Regions from separate parts of the Rattus norvegicus genome. Here region 2 is linked to region 1. The links are chromatin contacts, called in public Hi-C maps. All regions are on one chromosome and are shown on one strand. Each heading gives the region's core, a stretch centred on a gene start, on an enhancer-like site or on the middle of the called end of the contact. The rest is flanking DNA. Distances are from core to core; before and after follow the strand shown. Region 1 overlaps LOC134484123 (a long non-coding RNA gene). Region 2 has its middle 24 kb from the start of Rpl37al2.

What was found. Hi-C and Micro-C count contacts between places; a contact is called where the count stands out from the background.
Region 2: a Hi-C map of the A7r5 cell line shows a contact between it and region 1, with 2.9 times the contacts expected there. The contact joins two enhancer-like sites. A contact is called at or near these places in 2 of 12 Hi-C or Micro-C datasets (the A7r5 cell line and mammary epithelial cells).

What each region holds. Positions count from the first base shown.
Region 1 is chrX:13,114,671-13,119,852 of GRCr8, reverse strand. All of the region lies in intron 1 of LOC134484123 (a long non-coding RNA gene), which reads left to right. It also overlaps the pseudogene Trmt112-ps3. Among named protein-coding and RNA genes, the nearest start is that of Atp6ap2, 230 kb to the right of the region's middle. Within about 2 kb of position 2,597, at least 5 of the 93 cell types and tissues checked have an H3K27ac peak or open chromatin away from gene starts, as enhancers often do. A contact at or near this core is called in the A7r5 cell line, where this site is marked.
Region 2 is chrX:13,435,308-13,440,489 of GRCr8, reverse strand. No RefSeq gene overlaps it. Among named protein-coding and RNA genes, the nearest start is that of Rpl37al2, 24 kb to the left of the region's middle. Within about 2 kb of position 2,234, at least 46 of the 93 cell types and tissues checked have an H3K27ac peak or open chromatin away from gene starts, as enhancers often do. A contact at or near this core is called in the A7r5 cell line, where this site is marked.

The DNA of each region.
Region 1 (5,182 bases), core at 1,348-3,847:
ACCTGGGAAGTGAGTGGACTTGAGATCAGGGGAGGAAGGGGGGGCAGAAAAATGGGGCGGCAGCTTTGTACCCATAGGTAAACCTAGCACCTTCTTGACAAAGTTCCCTGTGTCCCAGATACCATGAGCAGCAATTAAGAGACAGTCCTGTCCCTTTGTCCTCCTCCAGCAGGGCTCAAGAGGAGAGGCCCCAGGCTAGGAACCAAGACACCACCCAGAATCCAAGCCTTCTACCTCATTCCTTCCTCCATCAGAGATCAAGGGGGGGTCATCAGAGTTAGAAGCCAGAGCTGCAAGGACCCTGCAATTTACCAAGATAGAAAGGATGACTCATTCATCCATTAAAAAAAAAAAAAAGCCCACGAACTATGTGGAGATGGGGAAGATCTGAAAGTCTGCTTTCCTAACACCAGAACCTAACCCTTGATCCCAATTCCTGCCCTGAATCACGTAGAGAGAAACCAGCCCCATTCCCTACCCAGAGGCAAGCAACTCAGCAGTGGATTTTTGCTTCCTTGTGATTAAGAGGTTGCCCTGGCCTTCCAGGCCTCCACTTCTGTATCCCAAGCTCCCCTGCCCCACAGCTGGGGTAACTCGAGGCCAGGTGTGGGACTCAGGCATTTCCTCTTAAGGGACTTACAGAGCCACACCCAGGAAAGCTCTGGGGGAGACAATGGATGAACTCTCCTCTTTCTTCTTGTTTCTCTTCTTCCCCAATCCTCTTTCTCCCTTCTCTCTCTCCCTACTTTCCTCTTGCTCCTACTCTTCCTCTTTTTCCTCCTCCTCCCTCTCTTCAACTTCACTGTTCATTTCATGTACAGTGTTTTTACACTGCCTCCTGAGGGACCACGAACACTTCCAAGGAGCCTTCTCGGAGGCTGGCTCCCTGGTCGGAAGAGACTGAAGGGTGCTTCTTAAATGGGGTCTAGTAGTTGAATGATCATAGTTGATTGAATTATAACCCCAAATAGACATATCATTCACATCAGGCTACAGTGTTCCAGGCTCTGTTGGGAAGAGAGAACAAGGTGGTTCTCCTTAGGTGGTTGCCCTTTCAACCCACTCATTCATTTAGTCATTCATTCATCCATCCAGCAGATCCTTATTGAGCAGCTACCAGGCTCTAGGTTCTGCTCTAGGTAACAGGAAGGAAGTCAGGTGGGATCTCTGTCATTTGGGGCTTGTGTTCCCTGGTTTCCTAGTCCTCTAGGTAAGCTACCTTGAGGTAAGCAGCCATGATTTCCTTGCACAGGTATTCCTGAGTTTATAATGGAGCTACATTGAGGTAACGCCAACCTAAATTGAAAATAGTCCAAGTTAAAAGTTTAGTGCAGGGGCTGGTGAGATGGCTCAGCAGTTAAGAGGACTGGCTGCTCTTCTTCAGAGGATCTAGGTTCAATTCCCAGCATCCCCACAGCAACTCTAACTGCCTGTAGCTACAATTCCAGGGGATCTGGCACCTTCAAAGACACATGGAGGCAAAACACCAATGCACATAAAATAAATCTTTTTTTAAAAAAGTTCAGTTGCTTGACTAACATGATCAAAGTCCTGAGTTTGAGTCCCAGCACTGTATAAATGAGGCATGGAGTCATGTTTTAATCTCAACAATTGGGAGGTAGGAGCTGGAGGATCAGAAGTTCGAGGCTGGCTACTGCTCTAGTTGGTTTTCTGTTGCTGTGATAGACACAATGATCAAAAGCAACCTGTGGAGAAAGGAGTTCATTTAATTGTCCAGTTGATCATCTGTAATGAAGGGAAGTCAGTGCAGGAACCCGGAAGTATGGACCAAAGCTGAACTCATGTAGAAACACTGCCTACTGTCTTGTTCCCCACAGTTTACTCAGCTCCCGTCATATATAACCAAGGATCATCTGTCCAGGTGTCTAGGTGGCATTGCCAATAGTGGATCGGGCTCTCTCACATCAATCACCAATTAAGAAAATGACCCCACAGACTGGTTACCAGCCAATCTTCATGGAGGTCTCTTTTCAGTTGTGGTTTCATCTTTTCAGATGATTCTAGCTTGTGCCTTGTTGACAAAATCTAACTAGTACACTTACACAGTTAGTTTAAGAGTCCGAGGCAAGCCTGCGATACACCAGATCTTGTCTCATAACAACAAAAATAACACTGACAAACCATCTTACCTACGGCCTATTCTAGCTCAGCCCACCCTGTCCTAACACATTAGCCTAGAGCTGGGCAAAATCCTTGTACAAAAAGCCTAGTCTATGAGAAACCATGGATGATCTTATGGACTTTCTTAAGGCAGAAAGTCCAAATTCAACAATTGAAGCTCACTGTAGCCATATATGCCTATAAACTAGTACTCCCATGGCAGGAAATTGTCAAGAGTTTGAGGCCAACCTAGGCTATATAATGAGACTTTGTCCTAAGAAAAACCCTAAGCCCCCTAGTTAGACATCTAAAGTACTATTTCTGCCGAGTGCATATAGCTTGTAATATTATTTTTAAAATTATGCACAAAGACTGTCTGCAGTTCAATCTCCAACCTCAAAAATGTTTCATAGATCTTAGCAGAAAGGCCGTAGGAGTGGATGGATGAATCATCGGGGCTCTGGCATTAATGCTTCGTCATCTCAGAGGTCTTATCACTTTGTCAGGACCTGGTGTTAAAGGCAGGTGACCCTGGGAGGGACTGTGTGCTGTGAGAAACAAAGATGACAGCTCTTTTGAAGGTCCAGGAAGGAATGTCAATGCTTAAGGGAAAGGCTTGGAGGTGACTCTTTAAGGAAAACCAGCAGGCCCTGAGCAGCTGGGGGACATGTCCTAGAGGAACAGGAACAGGAATGCAAGACTTTCTGGTGCCTTCCCCTGCATAGTTTTGATGATATCGCTCGCTGGGAGAAAGGCTCTGGCAGAAGAAAGAGCTCCAGGTAGTTCTTAGAACAAACTCTCATTCTTAAACTGAACTGCACCTGGCAGAGAATTGGGGCCCTGGAGCTAACTCCACCCTCAACAGTCATCACTAGCTAGGTTACTTCAGGCCAACAATTAACTGCCCTGTGCCTCACTTTCTGTAACCCAGGCCTGGATGATGACCTCAGAGGCCTGCCATGAAGATCATGTGAGTTAGGTGGAGTTAAAGGGCAAAAAAAAAAAAAAGAAAAGAAAAAGAGAAAAGAAAAAAAAAGTGATCCCTATTAAAGTTCACTAGGCCAAGCTTGTGTTCAGAACTCTTACTGTACCTACAGGGACCTCGGCAATGGGGTACAGGGGTGTCTTAGAGTGTGGAGACAAATTAGGTTCAAGTCTGAATGATCCACGGGGAAGTAGGCTTTACCGGCAGGAAGTGAGGTCGGAAAAGAACTAGGAGGTGGTTTCAGGCATAAGGGGGAATCTGGATACACAAAGTTAAAAGGATTCTTGCTAATGATGGTCCAGAGTAATCAGACAGCATTGGAGAAATGGTAAAAAATGAGAGTACCTTCTGATACTGAGGAATGTAAGATACCGAGGTTGGAAACCCCCCCGCCCCCCGTGTTAGGGATAGAGCCTGGGACCTGTGTGTCCTAGGCACTGCTTTGTGGTTATCTTACACTTCCAGACCAAAGGGTGGGGTGTTTCTCAGTCCATTTTATAAACAAGTACAGAGATAGGCTGAGGAGAAGGTTCAGGAGGCTGACTCCAGTTTGGTGAAGCCAAGAATCCTCTCTACCATTCCTCTGTGAGGTCTCCAGACCATCTGTTTCACCAAGGAACTCATTAGAAATACACATTTTCGGGCCGGAGAGGTGGCTCAGTGGTTAAGAGCACTGACTGCTCTTCCAGAGGTCCTGAGTTCAAATCCCAGCAACCACATGGTGGCTCACAACCATCTGTAATGGGATCTGTCGCCCTCTTCTGGTGTGTCTGAGGACAGCTACAGTGTACTCACATACATTAATTAAATAAATAAGGTCCCGAGCTCCGGTGTGACAACATGAAACTGCTCACCTACAATCTCCTCAGCTCGCATGTGCAGGGCGTGGGCACGAGTGGCTTCCCTCGGCCACCGAGGTCCGCATCAACCCTGTGGAGTTCAACCCCAAAGTGGAGTAGGCAGCGCTTGTGCAGGCAGCAGACACCACGGACACCTTAAACTTGGCCGAGGTACCCAAAGAACTGACTGAAGGCTATGAGCAGGACGAGATGTTTTTGAGGAAGATGCACTGCATGTTGCTTGAGGTTGATGTACTCGAGGACACCCTGCAAAGCCCAGAATCTGGTCATCTTTTCCCCATCAGCTGCGGGATCCCCAATATGCTATTGAATAATGAGGAGACTGAGATGTAACCTTGTTAGCTACCTTTTTGGTATTTTGTGATCATGTGTGTATCTGTTGTATGGTCTGTTAACTAGAAGTGTCATGTGTGACCCCAAACTCCCCCCAATGACTCACCGACCACCGTGTACTTGAGCTCCATAATATATAAACCAAAAGCGGAAAAAAATAAATCTTAAAAAAAAAAAAAAGAAATACACATTTTCAGGACTGGAGGTGTAGCTCAGTGGTAGAGCACTTGCCTACCACGATGTGCAAGACTCTGAGATCCTCCATAGTCCTGAGCAAAATTCCCACCATGGAACAAACTAACAAACAGCTACTAAAAGCCAAACTCCCAGGCTTGCTGTTTGCAAAGACCAGCTCTGTGACAAGCCTTCTATGGGGTTCTGACGCCAGCTCATGTGTGAGGAATGCTATTGCCACCTTAGCTCCCGGAAACAATCCTTTGGAAATAAATTTCTATCCCCTAGCCTGTTGAGGGGTCTCAGGACCACTCCGTGTAGATTCTCGGGAGAGTTTTAAATTCTTCTGAAGCACCGTCCCTTCCCACACCACTGACTTCCAAATCTCTGGGTGTGGTATGCAGACATCTGTACATTTCCCAACTGGCAAGACAGCATCCTCCGTAGCCTGCCACAGGCGCCTACACCAGGAATCCCAGGAGGGCTGGTGACAGCCAGCATTGTAGGTCTGAGGGTCCTGAGAATGTTTATTTGTAGCTAGCACTGGGGGATGTGGATGTGGTGAGTCTGTGTAGCACACTGTGGCATCAGTAGTGGTAGCGGGGGTTCCACTGGAGAAGGGAATTATGGGAGATGAGGGTACTCAGGGAGAAAGTATTGCTTCCTCCTTTCGCATCCAATTAAGTGCAGGATGGCTGGGCCTGAACTT
Region 2 (5,182 bases), core at 985-3,484, 320 kb before region 1:
CTAAATAAAGCACTCGGGTAAAGGCTGCCGAGAAAACACTCTGCATTGCTCTGTGCTCGGAGTGAGTCAGCTTCCCAGCCCCCACCCCCAAACAATGGAGACCTTGCCAAAGGTCCCCTTCTTTAGACCCCTGACTTTCCCCAAATCCATGTATGTGGTGGTGGTGGGGCGCCAGTACCCTGTGACTTTGGACCTTGAGAATGGGGAGGAGGAGGAGGAAGGTGTCCCCGGAGATCAAGGTTAGGATCCAGCCCTGAGATTAATGCCACCAGGAATCCCTCTGCCACCAGCTACAGAGGGCAAAGGGGCAATGCTGTCCCAGGCTAAAGAGGACCTTCACTTGTGTTTGCCCAACTCACCTCTCCTAAATCTCAGATGGAAAGAAGGTAGCCAACTACCTGAGTCACCTCCACTCCACTTCCGGCCTAGGCCCACATCCACACACCGTCTACCTGTGTGTTGAAGGCCAGGCCTCCTACTTAGACAGTGCGAGCATCAGAGCAGAGCAAACCTGCACTCGCTCGACGAAAAGCAGTCTTGGGACCCAGGGTGGCTTCCTTGCCCTGTCTTTTATGGCTGCTGCGTCTCTACCTCCTTAGGAAACGTAACAGCCTTAAAGATGAGGTGATATGAAGACCTTTGGCAAGGTGTTAACTGGTGCCCTGGCTACTGCTCTGGTATGAGCCAATGGTCCTAGTCCCCCAGCCCGATGACCTTGAGAAAGTCAGGAATCTACCCCAAAGGCTTGGGATTGCCCCACCCCTAGAGGCCAGCCCTTCATCTCAGCCTCTCAGGCTTTGGCCACCCAGCTTTGTCCTGCTAGGCTGCCTAAGGTACAGGGGGGTGAAAAAACACCAAAGGCTTCACTCGTACCCTTTGCACCCCGTTGCTCGCCCGGGGCCCCCGGCCAGTGCTCTAGCCGCCCGATGTTGCCAAATCCTCACTGGGCATGGTTGCGGGGTGAGGCTTTGGGAACATGGCTAGAGCTAGAGAAGATGAGGAAAACAAGTGAAACGGGAGGGGCGGGGTGGGGTGACGGCTCATAAATCAACCAGCTCCACCCCCAGGCCTCAAAGCTGAGGCGCCTCAGCCCGGCGGGGAAGAGGAGGGTCATTCGACCACTCCTGGACGACCTCTGAGCTTTCCCTGAGCCATCGCCCCACCCTGGGCTCAGGCCGCGTTAAGACCAGCTCCTGGCCCAGATCGTAAACCGCCCGCCGGATTCGGCGAGAAGCCGCCCTTGGACGCAGCGCTCATCCGCCCAAGGGGAAGTTTATTTATAGCTTGTAAAACGTAAAGGAAACCAGACTTCGCTAGCTTGCGGAGCCTGAGCGCCTTCGGTCCCCACCTGCCTACAAGAGGGCTCAGCAAGGGTTCTGGAAAGTGGGGTGGCTTCTAATCCTCCCCCTACTCTGCACCTAAAGACGGAACCTTCTGATGCTGCCAAGGCTTAAATTCCCTCTCAGTGTGCCTAAACGGGGAGCTTAATGCCACAGCGGGTGGAGGCCAGGGCCTGGGCCCTGCGTGGTTAGTGTAAAGAAGACTGAGCTGGCCCACTTGGCAGGCACGCACCAGCAGGCCAAGCAGCGCTGTGCGGGATTCCACAGCTTCCGCTCCCGACACGGGGAAGTCCCCGAGTGCCAGGAAGCCTTGGAGTGGGTGCTCCGGGAGCCTCTCCTTGGAAAGCAAGGATGCTGTCCCCGTTCCTTCTGCGCACGTGTCTTCAGCAGAGCAAGCAAGCGCTGTGCGCCTGGGGCTGCGATCCGCGGGTGACAGCGGTTGAGAGCGCGCCCTCTCCACTTCACACCCCCGCCGTCGCCTCCTCCCCAGGGGAAGTTCCTCGCTCCGGGGTGCGCTCGGGGCAGGAGCCAGAAAAACGAAAAGTGCCGAGAAGACGAGGACGAAAACCCTTAAAGAGCTCAACCGAGCTCTTCAAGATACCCGCGAGTCCCCATTACTCACAGCCCTGCCCCGGCAGCCCTTTCCAGTCACGCACTCAGTGCCTTGGCCAGGGAGGTAGATTGTGTGTGTGTGTGTGTGTGTGTGTGTGTGTGTGTGTGTGTGTGTGTGTGTGTGTGTGTGTGTGTGTGTGTGTGTGTGTGTGTGTGTGTACGCGCGCGCGCGCCCGATCGCCGGGACGGCAGTTGCGAAACAGGCTCTTGGCTGCAGCGCGGCATAATGGAGGTGGCTGGAACAATGCGCGCTTTGTGCGCGCGGGTTGTTTTCTACCCGCCTCACCCCCCTCGCTCGGGCCGTATGGCACTTTAATCCCTACCACGGCTAGGCACAAATGCACTTGTGTCCTGTGGGTCACTGGGGGCCGTGCGGCTGGAGCCGTCCCCACCCCTCCCCCGCGGTGCCCACGGCCCGCTGCCCGGTCTTCCTTCCTGCACCCACCTCCCCCCACCCCACCCCCGCGCGCCACCACTTCAATTCCCGGCGTGGGCTGCTCAGCCGGCTTGGAAGCTTCCGGGCCCGCCGGCCACTTTTATTTTCCAAGAAGACGGCCCTCCCCACCTCCTCGGCGAGCACGCGCGCGCGCACACACACGTGGAGCGCTGGCCTCACACTTGCCGCCCTCCCTCGCCTCGCCCCTCCCGCTCCCGCCCGGCGCTCGGGACTCCTGCGAACAATAGTAAATGTCAACAGATTCCGCGCGGCGAGTGTCTGACTCGGCCGAGATAAGAGTGCGCGGTTGGCCCTGAGCTCCGCGACACCGCGGGGGGAGGCCACCCTGACCCCAGCTGGAAAGAATCGGCTGTGATGAAGCCGGTGCCCGGGGATGGAGGACAGGAGGGGGAGAGCCCCAGCCTCGGCCAGGGTGGGAGAAGCTCCTGGACGCCAGGCCTTGCCCCACCCCCACCCCGCTTAACCCTGTGCTGCTAGGGCAGCCTAGGGGCCCGGTGAAAAGCCACGTGCTAGATGTCAGCCCACTGCTCGGATCTCAGAGGACGCAGGGAAAACGCAGATGTGGAGGTGAAGACTCGGACAGCTTTCCACCTACCGGGAGCCGGCGCCCGAAAGATGTAAAGGATCTCAGTCCTTGTCTCCTGAAACTCACTAAAATGTTTTTTGTTTTTTTTTTTTGAAGCTCACACAACACTTGCAGGTCCTCCCCCTCAATCGTCCCAACCCACCACCCGAGTTAAAAATTGATTCCCACGCGTTAGTATTAATGGGTTGTTCCTCTTAAATTGTTGCCAACTTTGCTAATGGATTATTATTTAAATTTCTTTTTTATAAAGTACGTGTTGTTTTATAGATGCGTATTTACTTAAAGAAATCAACTGCATCTATTAACATATTAAAGAGAGAATAAAGCACGGGGCCGGTGTAATGTACTGTTCAGCCTTACTTTGGGTGCTGCGAAGATAGGAAAATCTTATTTGTTTAATAATAAGTCACTCATGAATATGCAAATGACATCGTTGCAGTACCTCACTTCTGTCACTATTAATGAGTTGCAAATTAATGTGACAACAAAAGGAAAATCTATTTAGTGGAGGAACTCGGGTTCCTACCTGGGGAGATCACCAGCAGGCCTGGAACTTCCACAGTCTAGAAGGAAAGGACTGGGGATGGATGACACCTCACCAGCCTTTTCCTGAAGCTACCACTATTGTTCGGACCCCCGGACCTGCTTTGTCAGTCGCCCCTTAAAATTCCAGCTCCAGGCCAGGGGAAGAATGGTTGCTCCAGGGTAATTAGGGCCAAGTGTGATTAATGGAAATCAGCGCACAGTTTGGAATAAAGCAATTGGTGAACCAGATTGGGAAGAGAGGGAGGGGTCCTCTCTCCACCCAGTTTCAAGATTCACCCCACCCCACCCCCGAAGCCTCTACCGGCCTCTGTTGTTTGGGATGGGGACAAGTTAGGCCTCGGGGTGCTACTGACCACAGGTAGATCACAGGTACTAAGAGAGCACCCCACGCTCTTGTGCTTGGCTCTTGCGCTTGGTTTTTACAAGGCGACTTTGCTGACAGATTTAAGAGCAGATCAGTTTTTTCCTGCCAGCCTACTTCCCAGTGCTTACAGATTGAAGTCTGCTTGTCTTCCACCGACCTTCCACTCTCCTGGCCTACACACCAGAGCCAGTGCTGACTTCATCCAAGGATGCTGAAGAGAGTATTTTTCATTCAGTTAAGTTTGGAAACATCTCTGAAAAAAAAATAATAATAAATGTTAGGCAGTAGACTCAGAGTTCAGGTACTATTTATCTAGAGAACTGTCTTAGAGAGATGCAGACCTTCTCTATGCAACCTAGTTAGCAATTACATGGTTTTATAAACATATAAAAAGAACATTTAAGATTTGTGCAGTCTGCTATGTCTGAGTTACCTTGTTACTTATTACTAAGCTAAGCTACCCTGGGGTTAGTGGTCATTTATTTGGCTCAAAAATCTAGTGTGGGGCCTGACCATGCTGTGTGTTGTGTGGGTCACGGTAGCTCCGCTGAGATCCACTTTCAGGATGGTGCACACCCAGAGCTGGCAAGGCCAAGCTGGCTGTGCTTCTCCTCCATGTGGGCTGCACCACGGGGTGGCTTGGGCTTCCTTACAGCATGGTGGCTGTGTGCCAAGAGCAGAGCATCCCAAGAGAGAGGAAATGGAAGCTGCCAGTTACTTAAAGCCTAAGCCTAGAAGCAGATTCAGAGGAGTTTTCCCAGCTTAAAGATTCCCCAAAGCCATTTTGGCCTCTTTCTTTGAGTAGCAGTTTAGATCTATAAATGCTCATGGGCCCACTCACCTGCATTAAGCAAGTCCTAAGCCAGGTGTGGCAGCCCTGCAAAATGAGGGAGGACCCAACCTCAAGGCCAGTCTGGGACCCACAGCAGAACTCTCTCTCAAGGGGGAGGGGGCTGCCACACAAGCATGAGGCTCTGACTCAAGAGCCTCAGTCCATACCCCAGAAGAGCCAGGAGGTACCCTGCATGATTTTGTAGTCCCGACATTTCTACAATGAAACGCAAGATGGAGACGAAGATGCTGAACAAAGGTAAACAGAGACCCTGTCTCAAACAGGGTAGGAGGAGGTGAGGACCGACACCAGAGGTGTCCTCTAAAGCTCCATAGTGCCTGCCTGCATTCACACGCATGATCTCATGCGCATGCGCACGCGCGCGAGTACACACACACACACACACACACACACACAGAGAAAGATTTACGGAAAGAGCACCCTA